Regions from separate parts of the Sus scrofa genome. Here region 1 is linked to region 2. Evidence: chromatin contacts called from public Hi-C data. All regions are on one chromosome and are shown on one strand. The core of a region is the stretch at or near the end of the contact, and the rest is flanking DNA. Distances in the headings are between cores, read along the strand shown.

Region 1 (7,556 bases), core at 2,491-4,990, 270 kb before region 2:
AAGATTGCACAAGCAAGAGCCTGACTTTGAATCTCATGTCAACTGTGCCTACATTCATAGTTATTGCACGTCAGAAGTAGGAATTGCAAGTAAAAATGAAAGGACCCATCAGTGGAAACCAAACTGCTGAAAGAACAAGATTAGAGGTTAACCTGAGAGCCACGTGCCAAGTACTAGTCTAAGTATTTTACATGTGCTAGGCAATATAATTCTCTAAGCAACCAATTAAATAGTTACATTAACACCCCCACTTTATAGATGAGAAAATGGAGGCAGAAGGGCTAAGTATCTTGCTCAGAACACACAACAGGTCACACAGCTAATAGGTGACAGAACCAGGACTCAAACCTAGAGTCTGTTTCCGAGATGGACTCCCAAGCAGTAATCAACACTCTCTCCCAAATCCATCTGCTGGTTAAGAACAATCTTCACATACTTTAATATATTTGAACACAATGTTATAAACAAAGTTTATCAAAATGTGATTCTTTTTTCCATCTCAAAACAAGAAGGCACACCTAATTTATTTTCAAGTTATTCTCTTCTATCAGTATTTAAAGCTATTAATAAAATTCAGTGACTAGTGATGAGGAAGTGCTGTAAGATCTCACCAAGTGATGGCTTGGTTCACAGATTATGAGGGGTGGGGTTGGTTGTGGTATTGTAATGAATGTTAGCAGATCTTTTCTGGGTTTAATAGTTTTAGGGGATGTCTGTGGTGAATTCTAAATGGATCAATATGACATCCATATTGTTTTTTACTGATGGTTGCTGCACATATTCCCTTGGAGTAGTTGAATGGAACTCACAAGTGTATGTATGAAAGTCTTCTAGTTACTATTTGACAAATCAGGAGCATGTAAAAATGGTAATTACTGTTTTGTGGATGTTCAAAATGCAAGCACAATATATACCATGGAGAGGTTTTTCTCTAATAGGCAATCCAGAACACCTCCTACATGCATACTTTACTCTCAGTTCCAAGGTAAAGAGAAATATCTAATATGGCAGGAGAATGTCTAACCTGTTTTATTCAAAAAATGAAATGGCAGATCATACCATATTCTGTAGAATGGAAAAATTCTCTCCCTGACCAAACTTTGGTCAGGCTCTTCTGAGCTTTCTATTTTTTATATTGAAGTATAGTTGATATATAATATTACATAAATTACAGGTATAAATTACAGTTATACCTGGATAGCTATAGTTACATCTGCATAACTCAATTTTAAAGTTTATACGCCAACATTTACAGTTATTATAAAATATTGGGTCACATATTCCTGTGTCAAATATCATTGTAGCTTATTATATATATAATAGTTTGTACCTCTTATTCCCCTACCCCTCTATTACCTTCTCCCCACTGGTAACCACTGGATTGTTCTCTGAGTTTCTTTTTTATTATTTTCATTAGTTTGTTGTATTTCTTAGAGTCTATATATAAGTGATATCATAAAGTAGTTGTCTTTGTCTGACTTATTTCACTCAGCATAATAACCTCCAAATCTTAAAATGTGTATGGAAATACAATGGACCCTGAATAGCCAAAACAATCTAGAGAAAGAAGACCAGAATGGGAAGAATCACATTCCCTGACTTCAGACTATACTATAAAGTTACAGTAACCAAAACAGCATAGTACTGGCATAAAAACAAACACATAGATCAATGGAACAGGATAAAGAGCCCAGAAACAAACCCACATATTTATGGTCAATTAATTTATGACAAAGGAGGAAAGAGTATACAATGGAGAAAAGAGAGTCTCTTTAATAAATGGCACTGGGAAAACTAGATAGCTACATGTAGAAGAATGAAATGAGATAATTCCCTAGCTCCATACATAGAAATAAACTCAAAATGTTAAAGAACTAAATGTAATACCATACACCATAAAACTCCTAGAAGAAAACATAGGCAGAACACTCTGACATAAATTGTAGCAATATTCTTTGAACTATATCTCCTATGGTAAAGGGAAGAAAAGCAAAAATAAACAAGTAGGACCTAGTTAAACTTAAAAGTCTTTGTACAGCAAAGAAAACCAGCAACAAAATGAAAAGACAACCTACTGAATGGGAGAAAATATTTGCAATGCTATGATAAACAAGGGGTTAATATCCAAAATACACAAACAGCTCATATAACTCAGCATCAAATAAGCAAACAACCAGATTGAAAAATGAGTGGAAGACCTGAATAGACATTTCTCCCAAGAGGAAATGCAGATGGCCAGCAGGCACATGAAAAGATGCTCAACATTGTTAATCATCAGGGAAACGCAAATCAAAACCACATCGAGCTATCAACTCACACCTGGCAGAAGGGCTTTCATCAAAATGAGCACAAATAACAAATGATGGCAAGGATGCAGAGAAAAGGGGCCCTCTTACCTTGTTCGTGGGAATGTGAGTTGGTGCAGCCTACTGTAGAGAACAGTATGGAGGGTTCTCCATACCACAGAATGCAGCAATTCCACACCTAGAATTTGAAAAGATATACACACCCCAATGTTCACATCAGCATTATTTACAATAGCCAAGATATGGAAACAACCTAAATGTCATTTGACAGGTGAACAGATAAAGAAAAGTGTGTGTGTGTATATATATATGTAGTGGACTATTACTCAGCCATAAAAAGAATGAAATCTTGCCATTTGCAATAACATTGGATGGCCTAGGTCCTCTTTTTGACTGGCTCCTTTACTGGAATCCCATGTCCTTCTCTGCAGTGTCCAGTTCTAAAAAGAATCCTAAATCAGTTTAATCCCCACCATCGATGTGTCATCACCTTCAATATCTGATCAAGTTCCTTATCCTCCACCACCTCCCAGGTGATATCTGATCACCCTGGCCTGTATTTAGTATGAATCTTGTTAGGTCAGGTTAACCAGAATCCTCCTTTACTCCTGGTGTATCCTCTTAGTAATTTTTCATCTACCAACACTTCCCCCACCATGCTCCTTCGCTATAAATTTTCCTTGTTGTATTTGGAGTTAAACCCAATCTCTCCCCTGATCACAAAACTTTATTACAGTAAGTAGCTCCCCTTCAATAAAGTCTTCTTTATCTTCTTTTAACAAGTGTCATAAATATTTTCTTCTTCATATATTCTCTATAAATGGTCTGCCTGTGGTCTCCTTTGTATTTATAAAATTGGTGGGGCAAGGCTCAAAGTCACCTTGATCCCAAATTACACATAAATTGCAAAGATAAAGTCCATTTATGTACAAGCTCACTATTCGGCATCACTTCTAACAGACCACAATGAAAATGCAGTTCAATATTGCAAAGCTCATCCTCGCCAAGAATTGGAGAGCTGGAAGTTTTAAAAAATACATGCCCTAAAAAGCAGGTGCCCATCTTCACCACAGCAAGATTAAAGCTCCAGGAGTTTATGTGGCCTGGACTGCAAAGAGAGTGGAATGAATTTCAAGAATCCACTGACTTTCAGACTCTAAGAGGAAAAAAAATGGAAGTATTCCTACTCCCAGTCCACTTTCAATCCCCTAACATGGATCATGAGAAGAGGGATACATCTAATAGGTAATTGCACAACTCTTCAAGTTTCATTGGATGTGTGATAATGATAAAGGGGTGGTGTTTATCAGGTGACTCTGCCCTGGAATATCCTTTCACTGTTGATCCCTGGCAAAGTACCAGACACTATGACCCAAGCCAAGTAGATGATTAAGTCAGACAGTTAATAAGTACATACTGAGACTCCTGGCAGGATGAAGTAGCCAGGATAACTAGGGCACATGACCACCTTAGATCAGCATGCTGGACACCGATCGGTGAAATCACTTACCTTGCTAACCACCACTCCACATGCCAGATGCCTGATGTCCTGTAACCTACATCAACCACCGTGGCACGTCCACTTCTGAGCTTCTTCCCTGCCATACCATGTGTTACCCTACCACCCTCATTCACTACCACCTCGTGGAAATACTAGCTAATTATTTCTCTCTTTTCTTCCCTATTGGCTGATGCACTCACTCTTGGAGACCAGGAACCAATTTTCAAATACACATGGTATAATAAGTGGCTAAGCACATGTGTCAGACTTCCCACATTCATAACCTAATTCTGTGACTTCTTCTTCCTATACCTATGACCTTGGGAGATTTGCTTAGTCTCACCAAGCCTCAGTTTCACATCTTTAAAAGAGAGAAAATAACAACTATATCTTAGGTTTATCCTGTAAATGAGATAATAATGCCACATACAAAGGGTTAGCAGAGTGTCTGGCAGCCAGTAAATGCTTAGCAACTAATGAGCCCCAATTCACAACTCTGGACCTCTCCTATGGCTTTGCATGTGTCACTGGTCTCTTATAACTACCTTTTTATGGTATTGTGATCACCCCTGTTTTGTGAGGAGGAGACTGAAGCAAAGAAAGGTGTACAGCAAGACTAAGATTGTGAAGCCAGTTACGGCACAAACAAGATTTGAAGCCAGAATCTGTGCTCTCAATCTCCCCTAAAACCAAGTCCAGTCTGATAACCACATGGGAATATTCCGTGTAACTCTCTCAGGACTTAGGTGTCATAGACTCTAAGGCACCATCTGCATTGGAAAATGATGCCACAATGAGTAAATACTATTCATCACTTACATGTCATATGGAAGCAGGCCTAATTTTTAAGAGCAGCTGAGGTTCGGTGGAAGCTCTGCTTGAGGCCAACAGTATAAAAATTCTCCCTCCTCTTGTCCCTTGTTCCATTTTAGTTCATCCTTCAACAGACAATGGGAATGTGCCCTGAACATACAGAGGTACAGAGTAAGCCTCTATCGGGATAGCACCTGCCTCCACTATAGCCTTTAAGCGAAGGCAAGTGGGAGACAGACATTCACACGCTGCTTCAGGACAGAATGATGACTCCCAGGAGGGACACAAATACAGAGGCCTGGTCCCTAGAAAATCAAGCCACAGCACATCAGCTTCTGACACAATGTGCCCTGATGTTTGGATACCTTAAGAATTGAGGTCTCCTGGAGTTCCCGTCGTGACACAGTGGTTAACAAATCCGATTAGGAACTATGAGGTTGCGGGTTTGATCCCTGGCCTCGCTCAGTGGGTTAAGGATCTGGCGTTGCCGTGAGCTGTGGTGTAGGTCGCAGACACGGCTCGGATCCCGCGTTGCTGTGGCTGTGGGGGAGGCCGGCAGCTACAGCTCCGATTTGACCCCTAGCCTGGGAACCTCCATATGCTGTGGGAGCAGCCCTGGAAAAGGCAAAAAGACCAAAAAAAAAAAAAAAAGAAGAAGAAGAATTGAGGTCTCCATAAAGAAAGAAGCAGGATGCTTGTAAAGCAAGTTAGGGCTTTGACCCAAAGTCGCCCCAAAGCATCCACCTACAGCTACCATAGCTTATTCTTTCCCCTACGTTATCTTTTCTGACTCCATGTTTCCAAAGAACCAAAGAAAAGTAAGGCCCCCTGAGGAGTTAAATCTATCTGAATAATTTTTGCAGACAAAGTTTGAGAAACAGAAAAGCAATTCTGAAAGGAAGAAATAGATTTTAAGGCACAGAACTGCCACCATGAGACTTCCAGGGACACACTCAGAAACCCTGCTGCAAAACTGACTTTCTTCAGATAATAAGACTCCTTCAAGAAGCCCAGAATAGTTAAATTCATCACCATAATTTAATTGTACAGGTTATTAAAGAGCAGTTCGCCTCCCCTCTTTCTCCGGCGCTGCTTTTGTGTATTAAACTCAGACTAATCAAATTGGGGATTCCAAGAGTACTGTACTAGTCATCCTCATCCCTTTTAATTTGTTTAATGGCCTCCTGTGTGTGTGTGTGTGTGTGTGTGTGTGTGTGTGTGTGTGTGTGTGTGTCTTCTGACTGGCTGGACATCGCTGTGCCTTACCAGGACATGTAAATAAAGAATGGGTAGGGAAACTTTTGCAGAAAAGAATCAAGCGTGCCTCCATTCTGAAGTCACATTTGATGTTTGAGTAATTCAGGGGACGTGGACGGAAAGCAACGGCGCTGATTATTTCTGCTGAGCGGTCTCCGGACCCAGGAGAAGAGAGAGGGCGAAGAAAGGAAGGAAGGAAGAAAGAAAGAAAAGGAGTCTGAATTTACACTCACCGCTTCAAAAGCCCTTTTGTCCTCAGCCAACTTCTCCTGGCTGAAGATGCAGTATTTGCCAAAAAGTCGCCTGCAAGAAAGCACACACCACAACAAAAGTATAAAACAGTCCATTAAAGGACGCTTTTTCTGCCCACCCCCACCTTCTTTTAATAATTTTTCTTTTCCGTGAAAGACATATTTTGAGAAAGTGGCACTTAGCACTCGACAATGCTGACGGGGCTTAGAAAAGATTCACCTCGTTAGTAAAGCTTTGAGCTCCATGGGGCTGTTTGGGTCAATTGTCTTTTCACCTGGCTTGGCCACCAAGTCAACGTGAACTAAGAATAGGAGTTATTTAGCATGTAGAACCCGTCGAGAGCAGCCTCTCTGAGCGGTGGTCTGAGGGGAGTGAGAATGGCTGTCTTGTTTGGGTGGTTGTTTTTAGCGGCTCTTACACATTCAGACTTTCTGTCCATTCAGCCAGAGGGGCCACGTGTCCAAAACCTGAAAGGGGCTAGTGCTTTACAGCAATGTGGTTCAACTTGCCTTTTCATAAGAAGGGCAGTTTAGGCAATTTTCTAGCCAGTTTCAGGACGTTTCTCACACATGAATGTTTTTAAATATTTATATTTTCAGAAGGGTGCTAAAACACCAGGCTAGGGTGTGGGTTGTGTGAGCGGGTAGGGAAGGAGGAGGGAGTAGAAATGAACAAAGCGTGATCAGTAACTTCTTCCATCACAGGCTGCGTGGACACCTGCTGAAAAGTCGCAAGTCTAGTGAAATCACTGGTTGAATGTTTTGGTCTCTGTGATGCCAACTGGCTGACTTTTCCAATGAACTGACCAGTTGTTTGGGCATTTTTCAGCAACAATCTGAATTATTTAGAAGCAATTATCCCACTGGTGGATGATCAAAGCCTGTGCTTTCTTTCTCTTTCCTTCCTGGGCACCTGCTTTTGTGGTCCATTTTAATACTAATTAGTTCCCAACCTTGGGAAGGTATAGTTCGGTTTACTTCAACAAATATTTTACTGAACACTTGTCATGCACCAAGCACTCTGCTAGCCTCTGGAGAAAGAGCAATAAAAAGAGGTGGATGCTACCATCAACAACTTTTGGATTTAACAGTAGACAGACACGTTTTCAAAGCAATGCCACGACAAGAAACTCAGAGTGGTGTGGGGCAGGGGGCTTTCGTTCAATCTGGGCTCTCAGGAATGGCTTCAGGGAGGTGAAGACTGGGCTGACTTTTAAAGGACGTGAAGGAATAAACAATGAGAAAAGAACTCCGGGAAAAAAGAATTACGTAAAGAAAGGCAAAGAAGCATACAATACAGGGATTAGCAGTTTGGTAGAACCGGAACACAAAATGTGAGGACAGAAGAAGGATAGAGTGGAAAATAGGACAGGGGACAAACGTTGGAGAGTCTATCCTTCATCTTAGAGCATCTCTGCTTCATCTCAA
Region 2 (6,746 bases), core at 3,473-5,972:
ATTCTCAAAGATAAAAAATATATATATAGCCCTGGAGCCAAGACTGAACATCCACAAACCAGCCTTGAACATACAGTTTAAACAACAACCAAAAAGGCATCCTTGAATAAATTAGAGGATTCTGCCAAAGAAAAGAAAATGGTAAATCAACAAGGAGAACCTGCTGAGTAGCATCGAGAATTATGTCTAGATACTCATGTTGCAACAGAACAAAGGGTGGGGGGAAAAATGTATACATGTTAAGGATAACTTGATCCCTTGCTGTACAGTGGGAAAAAAATAAATTAAAAAAAAAGAAAGAAAAGAAAATAGTAAGTCAAAGTGAGTTTCCAAGGCTGAACCAACTTAGCATCACTCCTGAGCAAAGCAGGTACTGGATATTATACGGGGCAACACTGACCCTAAAAACTCACGTTTTTATTCTGAACTCCCGTTCTGGGGAATACAACTCAGCTAGATTTCAGAGGTCACACCCATATATGGTATATAATAAATCCAACAGAGAGGCTTTCTCTTTTCCTCCCTAAAACATAATAACAATTTCCACATCCTGTTTCACCCTAGACCTTTAGACTTTCTGAACCCAGGGAGTTCTGACAAGGAGGTATAATTTTCTTTAAATCCCCCTGAAGCAATCTTTTCATTTGTGATAAAATTACCACATCACATCCCCACCCTGGGCTCCCTCCCTTTGTGTTGGAGACTAGAGAGAAGCTGGGTCGTAGACATTCGAGAACAGAAAACTTCAACACAGAATCAATAAAATAACCTTATATTTTGCCTCTTCTCTAATGGCTGCAATTTGGCTCTTGGCCCATCCTTACGCCCAGGTGCACAGCTACACAAGGCAGCTCTCCTCTGTATCCTGTCCGTGCACATCAGGTTCAGCCCCTCCTTCTACAAAGTGACTGCACATTGTTGTGCGTTCCCAAGCTGGTAAGTGACAGCCATGACTTGGCCACTTTGGAGACTTGCCAAGGTACTCTTCCCTGAGGCCAGGAAACAGGATTGACCATCCTAACTCTCAAGAGCCTCCCAGGTGAAGCTCTAATTTTTAAAGCCCCCAGAGAAGAAATGGGGGAAGGATAGAAAAACATCTTTGAGCAGATATTTCATTCACCCAAGATGCTAGTCTCATTAGGACCTTCAGCTGGATCCCAGTGATGTTTAGAAAATCTAAGTAAAAAGAAAGCCAAAATAACTGTTATATATATATTTAAAAGAGTTATATTTACATTATAAATATAAATATATAAAATATACGTAACAAAGTTACATAAGGTATGTGTGTGTATACACACACACACAAATATGAGATGTAACAAAGACTGTCATATATAAAAATACCCTTTAACCCTCACTTGGGGGTATAAGGTTTTCCAAGCTAGTTCTCTCCACTGCTCAATTCTTTTTCTTCTTTCTCCTGACAACTCTCAGGCTTTCTAGAGACATATATAAATCCAGTCAGTTTCTTGAGAGAGCCACTGACATGTCCATGCATCTTCAAAAACTTAATACAACTAAAAGCAGGGCCAAGAAGAACCCTGCTCCTTGGCCTCCAAATTGGCCAGTAAGGCAACATCCCTGGTGAGGTCGGTAATAGTCACTGCCTTTTCAACTGCTATTCTTTAACTAATCAAATTTTTACACTCCTTTACATTACAAGAAGTCTTTAAACATGTAAATCTACTTTTATACGTTTTAAATTTATATGCTTAAAGCCCTAGCTTCACTCCTGTGAATTAGAAAGCCACACTCTTGTCTCACCTGTGCTTTTATCTACTCTGCACAAAAGAAGCCCCAGAGGCAGCCTGACCCACCTCCTTCCAAAGCAGTCTGGGAAATGGATGCTCTCAGACTCCAGCCTGCTCCATGGAAGTGTTGTCCCGTCCCAAGTGGATTAGCCACATTTTCATTCCTATCACTATTGTTCTCTCCTGAGAAGTACTGGCAAATTTTATTTTCTCCCTTTCATTACATTTTCAGCGATATTTTACTTTGAGGAATTTACAGCAAAGATTCCAGGTGCCCTGCCCTCCATGGGAAGGTTGGGAACATTTTAGACTGTTGGACTGTCACTGTTGTTGCGGGGGGAGAGCTGGTGGTGGCAGTGTGGCAGACACCTAAGACACCTAATGCTGTCTGCCCAGCATCCATTCCTGTTTCTTCAGCTAAGAGTTTGCTAATATTCCTCTGGGAGATGCTCATCCTGCACTCTCAGTTCATGGGTCTAAAGGGGCATGTGTCCCAGAAATGGCACAGTAACTGGATCAGAGAAACACAGGTGACCCTAGCCAGGCCAGGAGGGTCAGGATGTTTGTGAGAACCCTCAGGAGACGGGAACTCTTCCTGTGGAGTTTGCTAAGCTGGGAGAAGGGAAACCTGTAGCTCCATCTGGCCATTTCCTACCATCTTGTGAAAAGAAGAATGAAGCCACAGGGAGAGAGATGAGTCCAAGAAAGAAAAAGATTCCTGAAGACATGCCTTCATATCTGATCTCACTACACCCACACCCAGTTACAACCCTGCATTTTAATTACATGAGCAAATACCTTTCCCTCTTTGCTTAAGTCCATCTGAGTCAGGGTTGTTTTTTTGTTTTGCTTTGGTTTTTGTTCCTTGCAACGGAAAAATCCTGATTATTAAAAGCAGGTTCTATAATCAGCCTTTCCTTCAATAACAAAAAACAAACAAACAAACAAAAAAGCCAAAACCCGAGGACTTTACCCTGAGATCAGGAAATGAGGGCTTTCTCTGAGGATGGATGGTAGCCCATCTCTGGATCTGGTGGACTCTAATTTGGGAAGAAAATTAAAATGGAACCAAAACAAATTTGAACTACATTTATTATCAGAAAGAGCATCCAACCATTTAACAAGTACTTATTGAGCACCAACTGTTTGCTGGAAGAGTCACTGTGCCAGGCACTGGGACAAGGTTCTGAACCAGGAATGGCTCCTGCCTGCTGATCCTCACATTCCGGCAGAGGAAACCGGAGAATAAGCAGTAAGTACTATGTCACATGGTGGTGTGTTTTTGCAGAAAAAGAAAGCAGGATGAGGGCGCTGGGAAGGAATGATGGGTTGGTAGGAGATGCCTCTCATCTGAGCAGAAACTGGGAGAGAGTGTGGGAGGGAGCCGTGCAGTTCTGTCCAGGAAAGGTGTTCATGGAGGAGGGCAGGGCACGTGCAAAAGCTCCGAGGTGGGAGTGTGCAGAGCAGGGCCTGGGACAGCAGGAGACTGATGAGGCGGGAAGAGGGAAGAAGGACCCAGAGGAGGTCAGGTCAGAGTCAGGAGCAAGACCAGATCCGGTGAGGAGTGACTATCAGACGGCTTTGAGAAGAGGAGAGAGAGGGCCGGCCTAATATCACGGAAAGGCTCAAATAGCTGCTCTATAGAAGACAGGTAGGAGGTAGTGGGGGCAAGGACAGAGGCTGACAGATGATGTCCCTTGGCAATTCACACATGCTTTTAGAAGGAAACAGCATAAAAAACTCCAAATCCAGTAGTCTGTTGGAAATCTGCTATATGCTCTAAAATGAAGAGGTGAGGACTGCTGAAAACAATTCTCAATTATACCTACAGATAAAGAGTTCAAAACCACAGTGCATAAATAATTATCATTTCCACCCGTCACAGTTCTAGACCAATGGTTCTCAATCAGGGAACTCTTGGCAATATGCGGAGAGCTTCAGGTTTGTCACGACTGGCAGGAGGCAAGGGGTGGGGGTGGGGGGGTGTTCCTAGCATCTTGTGGATGGAGGCCAGGGAGGCTGCTAAACATCTAGAATGTAAAAGGCAGGCCCCCACAACAAAGAACGATCCAGCCTCAAATATCAATAGAGCTGAGGCTGAAAACGCAATGTAAAGATCCATTGTTCTTCGTTTTTGTGTTAGGAACTCTTAAACTTGCAATAAATATGAAATTGGAGAAGCACAAAATGAGCTTGATTATTTTCTTTGGCTAATCATGTGAAAGGCAAAGACTATAGCTGTTTTTTCACATTTAAGAACAACTTATGGGGGGGGGGGTGAAAGAAAAGAATAGTGGCCTATGTTCTCAACTAGACCTTGCAGAGAAAAGTGAAATAAGAATATTCCCAGGTTTGCAACAGAAGAAAACTTAATTTTTTAAATATGAAAATGTCATTCTAGGGAAACAAAAGTACCTGGCACAGATTTTGCTTTGGGGAGGAAAATGCCTTTGAAAACCCAACTAGTTGTATAATTAAGTGATAATGAATGCAGAGCTGTACTTTGTATTCCATTCCAACACATTGGAGTTGAATCCGAGCTTGAAAAGCTAAATCCCTCAGTGTTCTGGCCCCTCATCAGTGAAGTGCAAATCAAGGCCTTTAACTGCTACAGAAGGGGTGGCTCCAAAAAAAGTGTGAACTACCAATATTATGTTTTCAAACTGCCTGCTTTCTAATGATATGCTAACTGTATTTAGGAAAAAGAAATGTTTCATTGGAACAAGAAAGCAAACTATCATATGTGATGTTTTATGCACAATGGAGAAAGCTACTAATTTCCATTTTATGTGAAGGATAGAAACACTTTCTAGATTTTTAACTCACCAGTGATTCACTTAGAGAAAGACTAAATAATATTTTATACATGTGCTCTAGCTAACGTCATGTATACGAAAGAGGCGTGAGAGTCGATGTGTGTGCTGGAAAGAGCTTTTTTGCTTGATTATACAAACAGAACATAGTACAGTTAGTCGGTCCTTAGAAACTTGTTTAAACACACGCTGGAGAAACTTTAACCTTAACAGAGGACCTGTAAACACAAGAAAATTGTAACTTGATGAACTTAATATTTTATCGTCAAAATTAAAGGACATAATACGCTGACCTGTGGATAGGCCATCATTCAAAGGTGCCACTATCATTTGCTGTTTTTACCTTAATGTTTAAAAACAAACAAAAAGAAAGCTGGAAGAGATGGAAATTTGTTCTTGTTTCTATACAAAGTGATATTTTCTCAAAGAGGGACTAAAACAAAAATTCCACATACAAAGAATTTAGGAGCAAAACAGACAACCCAATACATGTTCAAACAGCGTTTTTAGAAATGGGGAGACAAACATCTGAAGAAAAACAGGGCCTGCAATAGGAGGGTAAACAAATGACAAAAACTGTGGGAACACATATTTTGTAGAGAGCACAGATACTCAGCTTTGACCCTACAGGCCATGGTGCAACAAGCCCTTAGAAGAGAACCAACCAGTCACGGGTCTGTTAAGGGGGCCACCAGGGAAGGCAAGGACAGCGGTCAGACAAGGCTGTCCAGACCAGGCTATCCCATCAGTCATTCTCTGCAGTAGTGACATGATAACAGAAGAAAGAAGTTGGGACAAACCAGGCTGATGACACAGTAAGACAGACCCAATATATAGTTCCCTTTTGGAAATACACATCCATCCAAGTCTGTCTGCTTAAGATATTTCTGGGTGAGACAGGCAAGCGGCTGCTTCTGCTGGCTCTGGTCAAATGAGCATCATTAATTCATCATGGGTTTGCATGTCCACATGGCCATGCCTTTACTGCAAGTCAACATTCCTGCACCAACGAAACTGTGGACCAGGAAGCTTGTAGCCTGCAGCAAGAGATTTTGGTACAAGCAGACAAAGCAACGGCACTGAAAATGGGATGTACAAGGAGGTCTTGGGGTGTCTCTGCTGATGCCAAACATGAAATGGAGTTAGTCTGCTTAAAGTTCAAGAGCGACGTGACCCACCTAATGGATGAGCCACAAATGAAGCAGACCATTTCAGGTGAGTGGTTGGAGAGTTAGATGAACTAAAACTTCTTTTCTGATATTTTCTGATTAGAAGATAACCAGGTGGCACAGCAGAGCCTGGTCTTTAAGGAAGGTATTATTTGAACTATGCTTTGAATTATGGGAAGGTTTTTTCTCTTAAACCGTATCTCTGTTATCAACCTCCCATCCCCAGCATTTGCATTTAAGACATCTTTAGCAAGGCCCTGGTCAGAGGAAAGAACAAAGAATCATAAAGGACTTTTTAAGATTTGAAAGAAAAGTCGCTGAGAAGAATTTTAAACAGTTTCTTCGGATAAAGGCTGTAAAATAATGATATGTTTGTGGATTATACCTCCACATTTTTTTTTATCACCATAAATCGGAAAGCAAAAAATATATATATATATATATTTTGAGCAATATTCAAAAGGCAATCAAAATACTTTAATGTCTTTGCAGCCCAGCAGAAATTAAAATACTTCTACCAAGATATAAGGGTTAAAGAAATTGTGACTTACAAGAAAGATGTACACACAGATGTTTCTTTGAACTCCAAGCCATAAACTGGCTCAGAGGCTTGCTGCAGTCTGAAGCTGTCAAAGTTCTTCATGACAAATGAAATCTACTCTGGCTGGTTTAAGCAGAGAGGGATTTATTAAAAGTTACATAAAGTAGCTCACAGAATCTCTGAAACAGACGAGGAGCAAGACCTGAAGCCATCTGTTCGGAAATCTCAGCCATCCCATGGGACTCTCTAGCAAAATGTCTCGGCACCACTGCTCAGCATCTTTTCTTGGGACCAAATACCAGAAGCTTTCACTGTTGCCCCAGATGCAGTGGACACCACTGCCCAAACACACCCAGAAGACTGACTCTCTCCTATGTGGGGCCAACTGCTCCCACTGCTGTCTTCTGAATCAAGTCTCTTAGGGGTGGACCCAAACAACAGAACCAGCCACACACAGGCATCCCAGGTC

What was found. Hi-C and Micro-C count contacts between places; a contact is called where the count stands out from the background.
Region 1: a Hi-C map of liver shows a contact between it and region 2, with 3 times the contacts expected there. The contact joins two enhancer-like sites. A contact is called at or near these places in 1 of 5 promoter capture datasets (liver) and 2 of 47 Hi-C or Micro-C datasets (both in liver).

Annotation. Positions count from the first base shown.
Region 1 is chr5:81,192,970-81,200,525 of Sscrofa11.1, reverse strand. It overlaps LOC110260782 (a long non-coding RNA gene), which reads right to left. Exons shown (of 4, transcript XR_002344190.1): 2 at 6,111-6,180; 3 at 2,397-2,484. Among named protein-coding and RNA genes, the nearest start is that of ASCL1, 160 kb to the left of the region's middle. Within about 2 kb of position 3,740, at least 1 of the 83 cell types and tissues checked has an H3K27ac peak or open chromatin away from gene starts, as enhancers often do. A contact at or near this core is called in liver, where this site is marked.
Region 2 is chr5:80,921,622-80,928,367 of Sscrofa11.1, reverse strand. No RefSeq gene overlaps it. Among named protein-coding and RNA genes, the nearest start is that of STAB2, 62 kb to the right of the region's middle. Within about 2 kb of position 4,722, at least 3 of the 83 cell types and tissues checked have an H3K27ac peak or open chromatin away from gene starts, as enhancers often do. A contact at or near this core is called in liver, where this site is marked.